Linked DNA regions of Mus musculus: all the other regions are linked to region 2. Evidence: chromatin contacts called from public promoter capture Hi-C data. All regions are on one chromosome and are shown on one strand. Each heading gives the region's core, a stretch centred on a gene start, on an enhancer-like site or on the middle of the called end of the contact. The rest is flanking DNA. Distances are from core to core; before and after follow the strand shown.

Evidence for each region. Promoter capture Hi-C pulls out the DNA fragments that hold promoters and counts their contacts.
Region 1: a promoter capture Hi-C map of the 3T3-L1 cell line shows a contact between it and region 2, with 7 times the contacts expected there. The contact joins two enhancer-like sites. A contact is called at or near these places in 6 of 39 promoter capture datasets (the 3T3-L1 cell line, the C10 cell line, cranial neural crest and 3 more), 1 of 15 datasets of contacts at CTCF or cohesin (the NIH/3T3 cell line), 5 of 484 Hi-C or Micro-C datasets (embryonic stem cells, germinal center B cells and pre-hematopoietic stem cells) and 5 of 115 datasets of contacts at active chromatin or transcription factors (acute myeloid leukemia, bone marrow-derived macrophages, embryonic stem cells and 2 more).
Region 3: a promoter capture Hi-C map of the C10 cell line shows a contact between it and region 2. The contact joins two enhancer-like sites. A contact is called at or near these places in 3 of 39 promoter capture datasets (the C10 cell line, cranial neural crest and liver) and 2 of 115 datasets of contacts at active chromatin or transcription factors (bone marrow-derived macrophages and large pre-B cells).
Region 4: a promoter capture Hi-C map of cranial neural crest shows a contact between it and region 2. The contact joins two enhancer-like sites. A contact is called at or near these places in 2 of 39 promoter capture datasets (cranial neural crest and embryonic stem cells) and 2 of 115 datasets of contacts at active chromatin or transcription factors (acute myeloid leukemia and pancreatic cancer cells).

Annotation. Positions count from the first base shown.
Region 1 is chr17:44,262,289-44,264,988 of GRCm38.p6, reverse strand. The region is part of intron 4 of Clic5 (chloride intracellular channel 5); the gene reads right to left. Among named protein-coding and RNA genes, the nearest start is that of Clic5, 75 kb to the right of the region's middle. Within about 2 kb of position 1,313, at least 6 of the 459 cell types and tissues checked have an H3K27ac peak or open chromatin away from gene starts, as enhancers often do.
Region 2 is chr17:44,708,755-44,711,454 of GRCm38.p6, reverse strand. All of the region lies in intron 3 of Runx2 (runt related transcription factor 2), which reads left to right. Among named protein-coding and RNA genes, the nearest start is that of Runx2, 27 kb to the left of the region's middle. Within about 2 kb of position 1,439, at least 161 of the 459 cell types and tissues checked have an H3K27ac peak or open chromatin away from gene starts, as enhancers often do.
Region 3 is chr17:45,053,144-45,055,843 of GRCm38.p6, reverse strand. The region is part of intron 11 of Supt3 (SPT3, SAGA and STAGA complex component); the gene reads right to left. Among named protein-coding and RNA genes, the nearest start is that of Gm35097, 93 kb to the left of the region's middle. Within about 2 kb of position 1,258, at least 7 of the 459 cell types and tissues checked have an H3K27ac peak or open chromatin away from gene starts, as enhancers often do.
Region 4 is chr17:44,299,663-44,302,362 of GRCm38.p6, reverse strand. No RefSeq gene overlaps it. Among named protein-coding and RNA genes, the nearest start is that of Clic5, 110 kb to the right of the region's middle. Within about 2 kb of position 1,327, at least 37 of the 459 cell types and tissues checked have an H3K27ac peak or open chromatin away from gene starts, as enhancers often do.

The DNA of each region.
Region 1 (2,700 bases), core at 64-2,563, 450 kb after region 2:
AGAGACAGAGATCCTTTTTAAAATATCCTAATCTCTAGAGTTGAAATATGTATAACTTGAATTACATATACTCAGAAATGTAAAGAAAAAATATTTTCATAATATTAGCTCCAACTATACATACATGTCAGGAGCAAAAACCTGGTTTTAAAATCTGAGACATTTGATCTCAGGACTCAAACTCTCCCATTCTGCAGACCACTGTGAGAGCCAAGGGCTATTCCACTGGGTACCTATGTGTTCTATCACCAGCTAGAGACTGCCTGTACATCTCTAGCTCCTTGCCAAGGAAACATTATTTCCTCATACCCTACCTTCCGACAAATCTGAGGACACATTTGCACTCTGCTTTTAACTGTTGGGTTTCAGTAGACTCTCAATGCTTCCAGTCATCCAGAATGGTCTAGAAGTGGTCAGTTAGTTTGGAGCCTGGTAGAGTCCTCCCCATACTTTCCGAACAACAGAGGCCTTGCCTGTGCTGGGGCCAATGCTGTGTAAGGAAAAGTGAAAACTCGGCTTGGATTTTCTCTGTGAAGGAAGAAATATGGAGACACCGTGAAGTACTACTGGAGAACTGGCTAAAATGTCTACTTCTCATCAGAGCGCATGTGGGTATAAAAGAAAGAGGCACTTAAGCCGAATGTGGTTTGAGGGAGACTCAAGTGGGAGTCTCTACCCATCGTACTGCTGGAAACACAAGAGAAATGATTCCACACCTTGCTGACATCTGAGAGTTAAAAACATAAATGAGGCCGGGTGATGGAGATTTAAAAAATATCCAATAAGAAGAATTTGACATCCCTTCTCTGTCACCTTTTGGAGGAAGCTATTTTTTTCTTGTGTCCTGCGATTACATAGGAGGCGACGTAGAACAGCTGAATTGTTCTGACCCAAACATCCAGGGGACTCGGAGCTGCCGCTGGAACAGTGCACGCCCAGGAAGAACAGAGGGTAAGGGGATGGAGAGGAGGCTGGCACGTGACATAGTAGTACTGTCACATTGAGGAAGCCAGAGACGCTGTAAGGAGGTCTTTTAGGAGGTTCATCTTTGTGGTTGCCAGTGTGGTCCCTCCCTGCCTCCAGTGAAGCCTCACCTAAGGTTTGTAGTCACTGTACAGGGTTAGGGACTCAGCCTTAGTCAAGTTATCTGAGTAAGGGGTCAAATGGGAAACAGGTAGACTGTGGGGTTCAGCCGCCCACAGGAGAACACCCAACGGGTAAAGTGAGAGGTCTCCGATGACTTCTCTGACTCACAAAGCATGAGGTCCTCAGAGCCACTGGGTCAGGGCTGGAACAGGATTTTAGAAGAGAGGAAAGGGCTTATCTGGAGGGGTGGTAGCTTCCTTTGTTGAATCTGGGCCTCTGGCTATGTTCACACATCATCAGGGTCCACAAAGGACAGAGAACCAGAACCTGGGTCAGGGGTGTCAGAACCAAGGCAGAACCTGGGTCAGGGGTGTCAGAACCAAGCACCAGGCTGCCTTTGGGGGTCCAATGCAACAGGTGACAACCTTCCATGACATGTCTGTCACTCACGAATAACTTGCCTTGAATTCTGCTGTTAGCAATGCCTGTTTCCTGGCTGCTGTCGGAGCAACTTCTGCAGGGTCTGAAGCGGAGTAAGGACCTAGCAGAAGATCTAACTTAGGATCATTATTACTGGAGGTCAACTCAAGGCAGACGGTTGGGTGTGGGAAGGAAAGTTTCGAACACTAGAACTATCCTGGGCACAAGGGGGATCCTGGGGGATATTGGAGGATGACTCATGCATTCAGAGTCGAACCTACCATTGTCTGGAATCATCCCTAAGGCCTTATTTTCTCCTGTCAGTGTTCAACATTCTTGGTCTGATCCCTTGGAGAATTTGAGCCCACAACTACCATCAGACCAATACCCCTGGGCAAGCTCCATTGGCCAGCAAAGTGTGTCTCAACAAGTCAAACCCAGCTCTGGGAGAGCCAGGAACTCATCTATGGAAAGCAATGCCCCAGTCTCCATTTCCAGACAGTGGCTTAAATTCAAATGTCGAGAAGACAAACTGAAGCAAGATGCCATGGCCCTCACCCCAGGTCCCTGCCATGCCTGGGAGGGATCAAAAGGCTAATAGGGAATCTGCAGTTCCTCCTGCCATGGTGGGAACTCTTTGCTCTGGAAAGAAATTCTTCCCTGGATGAAGGATAAAATGATCCCCTTAAGTATTTAGGATGCTGGACACTATGGGTCCCCTCCCCAAAGTCACAGAGTGAACAGAACCCTCTCGGATATGTCCCCAAGGAAACAGGGGACTTTCCTTTAAGGAAAACACATTCTCTATGAAGCCAATTCTCTGAGCTTTATAGAGGAATCAGTGCTTTGAAGAGAAGATCTTTTTCATCTAGCTCCACAGGCCAGCTTATTATTAGCAGACATTTATGTGGACAGTACCCAACAGCACAAACACACTTTGTATTTAAATGACACAGTCTTTGGTGATTGTTTTACTGTGTTTAAATCATGGTTGTGGTGAGGAATTTGGGGCAATTTCAGCATGCTGCTCATACAATACATTTTTGGAGGATGATATTGACGATATAGACAAGTTCCAGGTGCAGATATTTTTGTAAATCTCCTCAAAGCCACAGTACATTCGAAGAGAAAAAAAAATGTCACTTTTACTTCTTCAAATTAAGGGCTCCATACAACCTGTACCATGCAAGCCTC
Region 2 (2,700 bases), core at 190-2,689:
CTGAGACATGTCTGCTGGCAGAAGTTTTACCTTACTACACTGAAGGCAGGGGTCAAAGCAGTGTCTCCTTGCTCTTTGTGTAGCTCTATTGGGTTCTGGGCTGTCCCCCAGGCCTATGAAGTGCTGGAGAGGACTGGAGGGTTAAGGCTTTCTCTTCCTCATTCCAGATAACATCTGGGATGGCTCACCCTTCTTCTCTGCCATTACTTTGTATCCTTCTTGAGCTTTTTCTGATGGCTGGCCGTGACTTTTGCTTGCTTAGGAATGGTGGATGAGTATTTAGAGACTGGTCACTCGTGAACAGAGGTGGGCGGGGACAGGTAAGCTGTGTCACATGGATGAAGTGTAGAAACACTTTAAGATTATGTGCTGTTTCTGGGAGAGCTTCCTATCTCTACATCCCTGCTGTCTATGAAGGCATTTCCTGGGCCCTGTACTGATGCCAGTAGCCTGAAGTCTAGTTTTCCCTGAGAAACATGAATAAAAAGCCCTTAAGTTCTCCCTCTATGTCTCTGCCTGCCTGCCTGTCAGTCTATCTGTCTGTCTGTCTCTCTTTCTCTGTGTCTGTGTGTACATATTCATGTACACACATGTGTGTGGGGTGCATGTACACATGTAAGTGTGTATGTGTGTGTGTCTGTGTGTGTGTGTCTGCATGCACATGTGTAGGTAACTGTGTGGTGGTGGGTGTACATGCTTACATATGAATGTGTGTGCGTGTGTGCATATAGCACAAGTGTGTGGGGTCTACATGCACATTTGTGAGCGTTGTGTGAAGGTCAAAGGTTAATGTCGTTTCTGAGGCCAGGTCTCTCACTGAGTCTGCAGATGAGTCCCTAGGATCTTCACGGGTCTTCCACCTCAGCCCTGGCACCTCAGGCCTGCACTGCTGTGCTCAGCCTTTAATGCGGGTGTGAGGAACTCTGCACTCAGGCCTCAGGTTTGTGTAGCAGGCCTTTACTAATCAGACCGTCTCCTCAGCCCTAAGCATTTGACTACTAGATTTTCACCTGGCTTGCTCACTGTTTTCCAAGGTCCCCAAGCAAAGGAAATTACAGGCAAGTTCCATATTTTGATATTTGCAAACTTGCATCTATAAAGAGCAGCTTGATTGGTATAGATGCCAGTCATTTGGCCCCCTACTATATAAAATATTATTTTAAAATTCTAGTAACAGCAGGAAGATCCCTTCCCGTACTCACCCCCTCTCTTTAAGGAAACAGTGCTGGTGGAGGTTGGCCCTGGTGTCTGGTAGAATTTGGTGGAATGTGCTCTCTAGAAGAGCAGTTTTAAATCTCTTTCAGTACTTTTCTTTCTGTTGTTGACTGACTGTCAGGAGCTGGGAAGGTGGCCAAGAAGGAAATGACACATCGAGAGGCATTTTGCGTTGTGCAAGAGTCTGGGACTGATGCAAGGCTATATGGCCTGTTTACACATTCCTTCGCTAGCAGACTGCATGGCAGTAATTTAATTCAGGAGCGCATGGCATGCTGCAGCAAGGAGCTATGGCCTTAGCATCCTTTCATGGCAAATTATCACAGCCGTTAAAACATGCTCATGTCCCTCCTGTGCACTCCCCTGGCTACCCCCCCCCCCCCCCCCGCTAGGCTTGCTTTCTCATCGCCTGGGACTGGAGTTAACAGCAGCCTTGCTGGGGAGGCCCACTTTCCACATGCATCCCATCCCAGTTGATGGATTTATTTCTAACTAAATATAGCATTCAAATGATACGTGTGTTCTAGGGTTCTCAATCCACACGCAGGCTCCATTCGAATGTGTCAGTACTTTCTCAGGTCAGGAACGGTTTGTTCTTAAAATAGTGCTAGGGACTGAAAAAAAAAGATTGATTTTTTTTTAAAATGGGGAGGTTTCTTATTTATGAAAATGGCTTTTCTTTCTTCTGAGAAACAACTTGTGATAGATCACTGAGAGATCCCTTGCTTCTGTTTTGGGTCATGTAGTATTTTACCCAGTGGCTACTTGATTTGTATAGCATAGTTTATACTGACAGATGATAGTGGGAGAGAGAGTGATTGTTTTACTTTTTTTTTGTGGCCATAATTGTTCCTAGGTAGGATTTTCATATTGATGACATTTATGCTGTCAACTGAAGCATGGCTTTCCCTTCACATAAAATTCACGTGTAAGTTTTAATTGGGGCAACTTATGGGAACGTAATTGTTCTTGACTTTGAAGTGATTTGGGAAGCAAAGAGAACATAAAAACACTGAGTTCTTAAGGATTAATACGGCCTTTATAAATGATGGTTAAAAGAAGAGACTCTTTATGATGTGGCGCCCAAGTAGCAAGTGAAAGGCTACCCTGTGCTTCTGGTAACCTCTCTACTAGTCTGCTGTTCTCTACTAGTCTGCTGTTCTCTGGTGCTGAAAGCCTATTTGCTAGTAGACCAAAGCCTTTCCGTTAAAAATTGAAGGTTGAGGCTTTAACTTATAACATCTCCAGAAACAGTTAAGTCAGGCTTGTGTTCATGAGCAAAATAAATAAATAAATAAATGTGATGGGAACCTCCTTCTGTAGGAGCAGAGTTCAAGGCAGAGAGGAAGAATTGCTGAGTGATTTCTACTTGCCAAGGTCTTGGCAAGTAAGATGTAGAAAGTAAACAGAGACAGCCAGAGTGCACGCATCATAAGTCTCTGCTCCTCTTGGAGACCTCGGACACCAGCATTAAGCACCGTCGTT
Region 3 (2,700 bases), core at 9-2,508, 340 kb before region 2:
TGCAATCATTTGTGAACTAGGATGCTGGGGTTTGTGGAGTCAAAGTATTTTAAAATGCTTCCACTACATTTTATGCATAATCATGAATAGTGTAAAATTTCCCTCTACTATCATATAGAATGGGGGAAAAAAGCAGTTAGATGCAAAGTTTCTGAAGTGAGATATTTGAGCACATAAGACAGATTCAATAAATTGCATTGGTGGTGCCAAGTTCTAGCATATAAATTGGTTTCCTTACCAGCAAAATCACTTTCTAGGTAAGTAAACTGGAGGTGACTTAATGGTACAGTTGGTAATCTACAACATCAGTTTAGGTGGCATGTTCAATAATGGATGGGCTTTTGGAAAACGGGCTTAAAGTGCTGCATCATTTTGTCCCGCTTAAGAACTGGCTCTTTAGAAATGGAAATACTTTGAATTCACCACAAACAGCCACCTTCAGCCACCTCAAGTCATTGGCTTTGCTCCAGGGAACATCTAGGTCAGGATAGCTGTGCGAAGCCCTCAAAGCTTGGCTTTTCTGATAAAACTTGCTTGCTTGATTTATTTATTTATTTATTTGTATTATTTTAACGTGAAGGGCCTTGTTTTTCTCTGAGAAATGAAAAGATGCCTTCATATCAGATTCAGCTCAAGATGCAGCCGTATTCGCAAGAAGGGTTCCCAACAGCAGTGGATGCCAAAGATCCCTTCTCTCTTGCTTTGGTCTTAACTTGGCACAGTGTTTCAGATGGTATTCATTTGGAATAAGGAGATCGATGACATAGCCTGTCCAATCCTCCACTGTAAGTGGCTTTGCTAGGAGTGGGTATGCGCAGAAAATATAAATTCTTCTGTCTGTAGGCAACCAAAAGCATACCAACTCATCTTGGAGTAATTTAACCAATAAGATGATTTAGAGGACAGTTCAGTGGCACCATTTCTGGAAGGCAAAAGCTTAGCAGAAGGAACATAAATCAAAGGTGACTGGCAGGTAAAGGATATATGCAGCAATCAGCCAAGCCATGTGCACACTGGCACACATTCAATAAGATCATTTATAAAATTTTTAAGGCAGAAGTACACAAAAGGGGGTCTGGTGCTAACTAAATCCACAGATAGCTTACATGCCACTGAAATAAACACTTCCAGATGCGGGTGTACAAAACCCTTTTACAGAAAGAAATGTTTTCTTTCATAAATCTGAAGGAGGGACTTTTAGCAGAAAGGGCAAGAAAAAAAAATCTAAAACTGAGACGAAGCCTCTTAGGGCTGGAAGTGCTCGCTGAGCGGTGACTTGTAGCTAATGGTGGGCTCTGCAGCAGTCTCCAGCCAGAAGCACTGAGCTAGGAAGACTGGCTAATGTGTCATTCCACAAGGTCTAGAAAACCTGGACCCCCAGTCAGTGTTCCATTGTCTTTCTCCTTTTGGGGGCAAGGAGTGGGGACAGAGGGCTCTCACAGCCATCAGTACTAATCCCAGATTAGGGAGGAAGCTGCTGTGCATACGCCTTCTATACTAAACAACACTCAACCCCTGGTTAGATTACAGTCATCTTTGAGGAGTGCAAGACCAAATTCATCAGTGGATTAGAAAGTCAATTTGTTCTTCAAACTAGCAGAATACGTGGAACTTTTGGGTCAAATGAATATCTCCACAAAATCAAACAGAAAGCTAGAGTGTCTTTTCCATTTTTGTGTTTAGGTTAGTTATGCATTAAGAACTGTTCATGCTCCTTAGCAAGCAAGCCTGTAGGGCACCAAGCAGGAATCCTATGAAAATTAGTCTCTCTTGAGTCTTTAAACTCATGTCCTCAGCAAGCCGCTGCACACCAACTTTCCTGAGAACATGCTGACTGTCTGCACAGTGGCACACATTATCCACTTGCCACAGTTTGCTCTCCCATGAAGAGTGCTGCTCCAGTTATTCTGCAGGACAAATAGCTCCTGAACACATTTTGTCTTCTTCACTGTCATTATCTCTACCAAAGGAGAGACTCTTCTGGCTTCCTATGGCAGCATCGTGCAGTGGATGCCTCTTTGGTGTTTATCACACCATCTCAGGCAACTCTCTCTTCCCATTACCATCTGAATTATATGTTCTAACATAGGGCTGTTCAAATCCACTCCCTGCCCCCCAAACTAAACTATTTCGTTGATGGCATTAGCTATGTAAACTTTTAAGATAAACCTAGGTTATCTTGTTTTGAATTAGCATCCTTCTGGGGCTGGTGAGGTAGCTCTCTTGGCAGGTAGAGTGTTTGCTGCGTATGTTCAGTCTTGGATTTCATCCCCAGCACAACATGCACTGGCAGAGCTGGAGGAGCATCCCTTCAATCCCAGCACTCGAGGAGGAGGAGGCAGGAAGAGCAGAAGTTCAAACTCATCCTTGGCTGCATAGGGAGTTTGTGGGGCTACATGGGACTCTTATCTTAAAAACAAAACAAAAAACAAAAAACAAAACAAAACAAAACCCCAACACTCTTGGAACCTTCACCTTCTCTGGATTCCTGTCAAGGCCGACTCTCACATGTGCCTGAGCAGCCATGATGCTTTCCTGAGTCTCTCCCTCTGGATTTCTGCTCTTTTAGCCTTTTTAAAACTGTCACTCATTTGCCTTTGCCTGGTAAATTTGGTTCAAATGTAAATGATCCTCCAAATGCTTCCTGGCTTGCTCAGGCGGATGAAGCTTTCTCTGATTCTGAGACACTTTGCCTTTTAG
Region 4 (2,700 bases), core at 78-2,577, 410 kb after region 2:
AAACCCACCCTGACTTTGGGTGGTACCATTCCACAGTTAGGGAAAGCAAGTGGAGCACCAGCATTAAGCTCTCCCTGCTTTCTGTTATGTAACACGGCATGATGCCGTGGTATAATGCAGTATAATACTGCTCCGGTGGGAGTACCTGGCGGTCTCTGCCAAGGTGCTCCCCTGAGGAATCATACCAAGTGACAGGCCTAATAATGAAGAAAGTTTGTTAGGAAAGGGAGGGGAGTGGATACCCAGAAAAGGGATAGAGACAAAGAAAGAAAGAGAGGAAGAAAGGAAGACAGGAGCACATGGGAACACACAGAGAGAGACAGAGAAACAGACAGAGAGAAAAAAGAGAAGGAAGAGAGGAGAAGATAAGAGAGGAGGGGAGGGAAGGGGAGGGGAGGGGAAGGGAGGAGAGGAGAGGAGAGGAGAGGAGAGGAGAGGAGAGGAGAGGAGAGGAGAGGAGAGGAGAGGAGAGGAGAGGAGAGGAGAGGAGAGGAGAGGAGAGAAGAGAAGAGAAGAGAAGAGAAGAGAAGAGAAGAGAAGAGAAGAGAAGAGAAGAGAAGAGAAGAGAAGAGAAGAGAAGAGAAGAGGTGGGGTAACAAGTTGTCCTCTTGTACAACCTTGCTGTTGCACCTGGCTTCCAGGGCAGGTAGGCAGTGATGACGAAAGCTGTGGCTAAGTAGCTATTGGGCGGAGCCTAGCAGAATTGTCCTTAAGCCAACATTGACCAACTGCACCTTCCTCCTATGGTGCATTGCACTTTCCGAATGTGAGCCAATAGCGATGTTCCTATCTGTGAGTCACATATTGTCAAATATTTCGTCACAGCAACGAGAAATGCAATATACAGTGCATTGCAGGTGTCGCCGTCACTACTCGTCTTTAACCTTGTTCCTCTCCCTACACCTCACTTCCAGTACTTGTTCTAGGTTGACGCAGTTTGGCCTGAGTATGAGTCGAGTGTTTGAAGGCCAGTGGAAAGCCTGATATGCTGTAGCCCTTCCCTGGAGTCCCTGCCGAAAGCTATGTGGCACGGCTGTTCCTTTCGATTCCCTTTGAGCAGAGACCTTCGTTGTGGAAATCCGGCATGCCACCGTTCTTGACAAATTCAGATTTCTCAGCCTCCATGTCTAACAAGATGAGACCATTTGGCCCCGAGGAGTTGGGGAAGAGCTACTGTAAGGGCAATGTAACATGGTCAAGGCCAAAGGTGTCTATGTCGCCATTAACACCCAGGGATAAGTGCCAGACAGAGCAAGGGACCTGCTGTGTGGTGATGCCTGCAGGGACAGCTGGGAGGATGCCCGCTCGCTCGTGGGTGGTACAAGAGTCTAGCTCTGGTATTTCCATTCTTTCCTGATGAGGCAGAGGGAGCCTGGTCTTCCCAGGGCAACTCCAGCACAGCTCATTTGTGCATGTTTTACAATGGTGTTGATAAAATCCCTATGGAGCCCCAGAGCATGTGTGAGGAGTTCCCACCAGAAATCTAAACAACGCCCTGGCCTTGCTGACAGCTTAATAATGTGACAAAGTTCAGCCCCTTCAATGACAGGGACAGGAATGCAGCTGGGCTGGTCTGACCTAGAGCTTGGAAAATACCTCCCCCAACTCCAACCCAGCATTTGACAAATAACCTTTTCTTAGCCTTTTTGAAGGCACCAGACAGAATCAAGTGCCATGCATGGGCCACATGCCACTGCTAAAATGTTAAATGGAGTGGCAGGGGCCACCAGAGTCACTTGGGGCTGACATTTATCTTTATTATTATTATTAATAATAATGCATATATTACTTTTTGGTGCATTCCACGTTTTTCTCTTTTTTTTCCCTACTAAATCATGGGGCTGAACCTCAGCAGACCCAATAAATCACCCCATGAGCCCAAATTCAATGCAGCTGTCAGGCCAGATCCAAGAGGAGCAGGGCTGGCTTAATTGAGCTGCAGCAGAGACCCAATGGGCGTTGCCCAGAAAAATCAGAATAATAGCGGCAGAGCCGGTGACATTCAAGAGCGAGATGTGAGCTGCTAGCTTCAGCTTCAATTTTACAAAAGGAAAATGGTTGTGGGGGGCAGGGATGGGTGCAAGGAGAAATCCAGACTCCTGGTTTCTTTTCTTTTTTTCCTTTTTTTTTTCCTGCCCCAAAGCCAGTGCAGACAATGAGTTCCACATTTCAGAAGCTCAGCAGTAAAGTCTTCCATTTGCATCTCTCCCTTACCTTTCTTTTCCTTTGCTTCCCCTTGCTCCTTTTTTGGTGCCATGCACCTTCTTTTTCAACTAAAATAAAAGCTGAAAGTCGAAAAGCAACAGGATTTGAGTCGGAGCCAATTTAGTGGGCCAAGAGGTTACATATGGAGCCAACAAATCAAAGAACCGTGAAGGATATTACTGATTTAAAGCTATGTATGCTAAAGCCCCAATCCTAACAGCATTCATAAAGGTAAAGGCAACTAGTGGAAAAGCTTAACCGACAGACGTGGGCTTTCCCTCTGGCTGCCCTGATCCCTTTGCAAAATCACAGAGCATTTTGGCTGAAGAGAGCCTTCCCACCACAGCGAGCCCTCACCCTCAGGTGACTAGAAAGGAAGGCACCTACCTGCTCACCAGGCAGAGATGAGCTCAGCTGGATTCCACATAGAAGATCAGCAGCTCCGTTAGACTCATGTCTGTGGCATGTGGCGTGTATATGGATGGATGTACACAA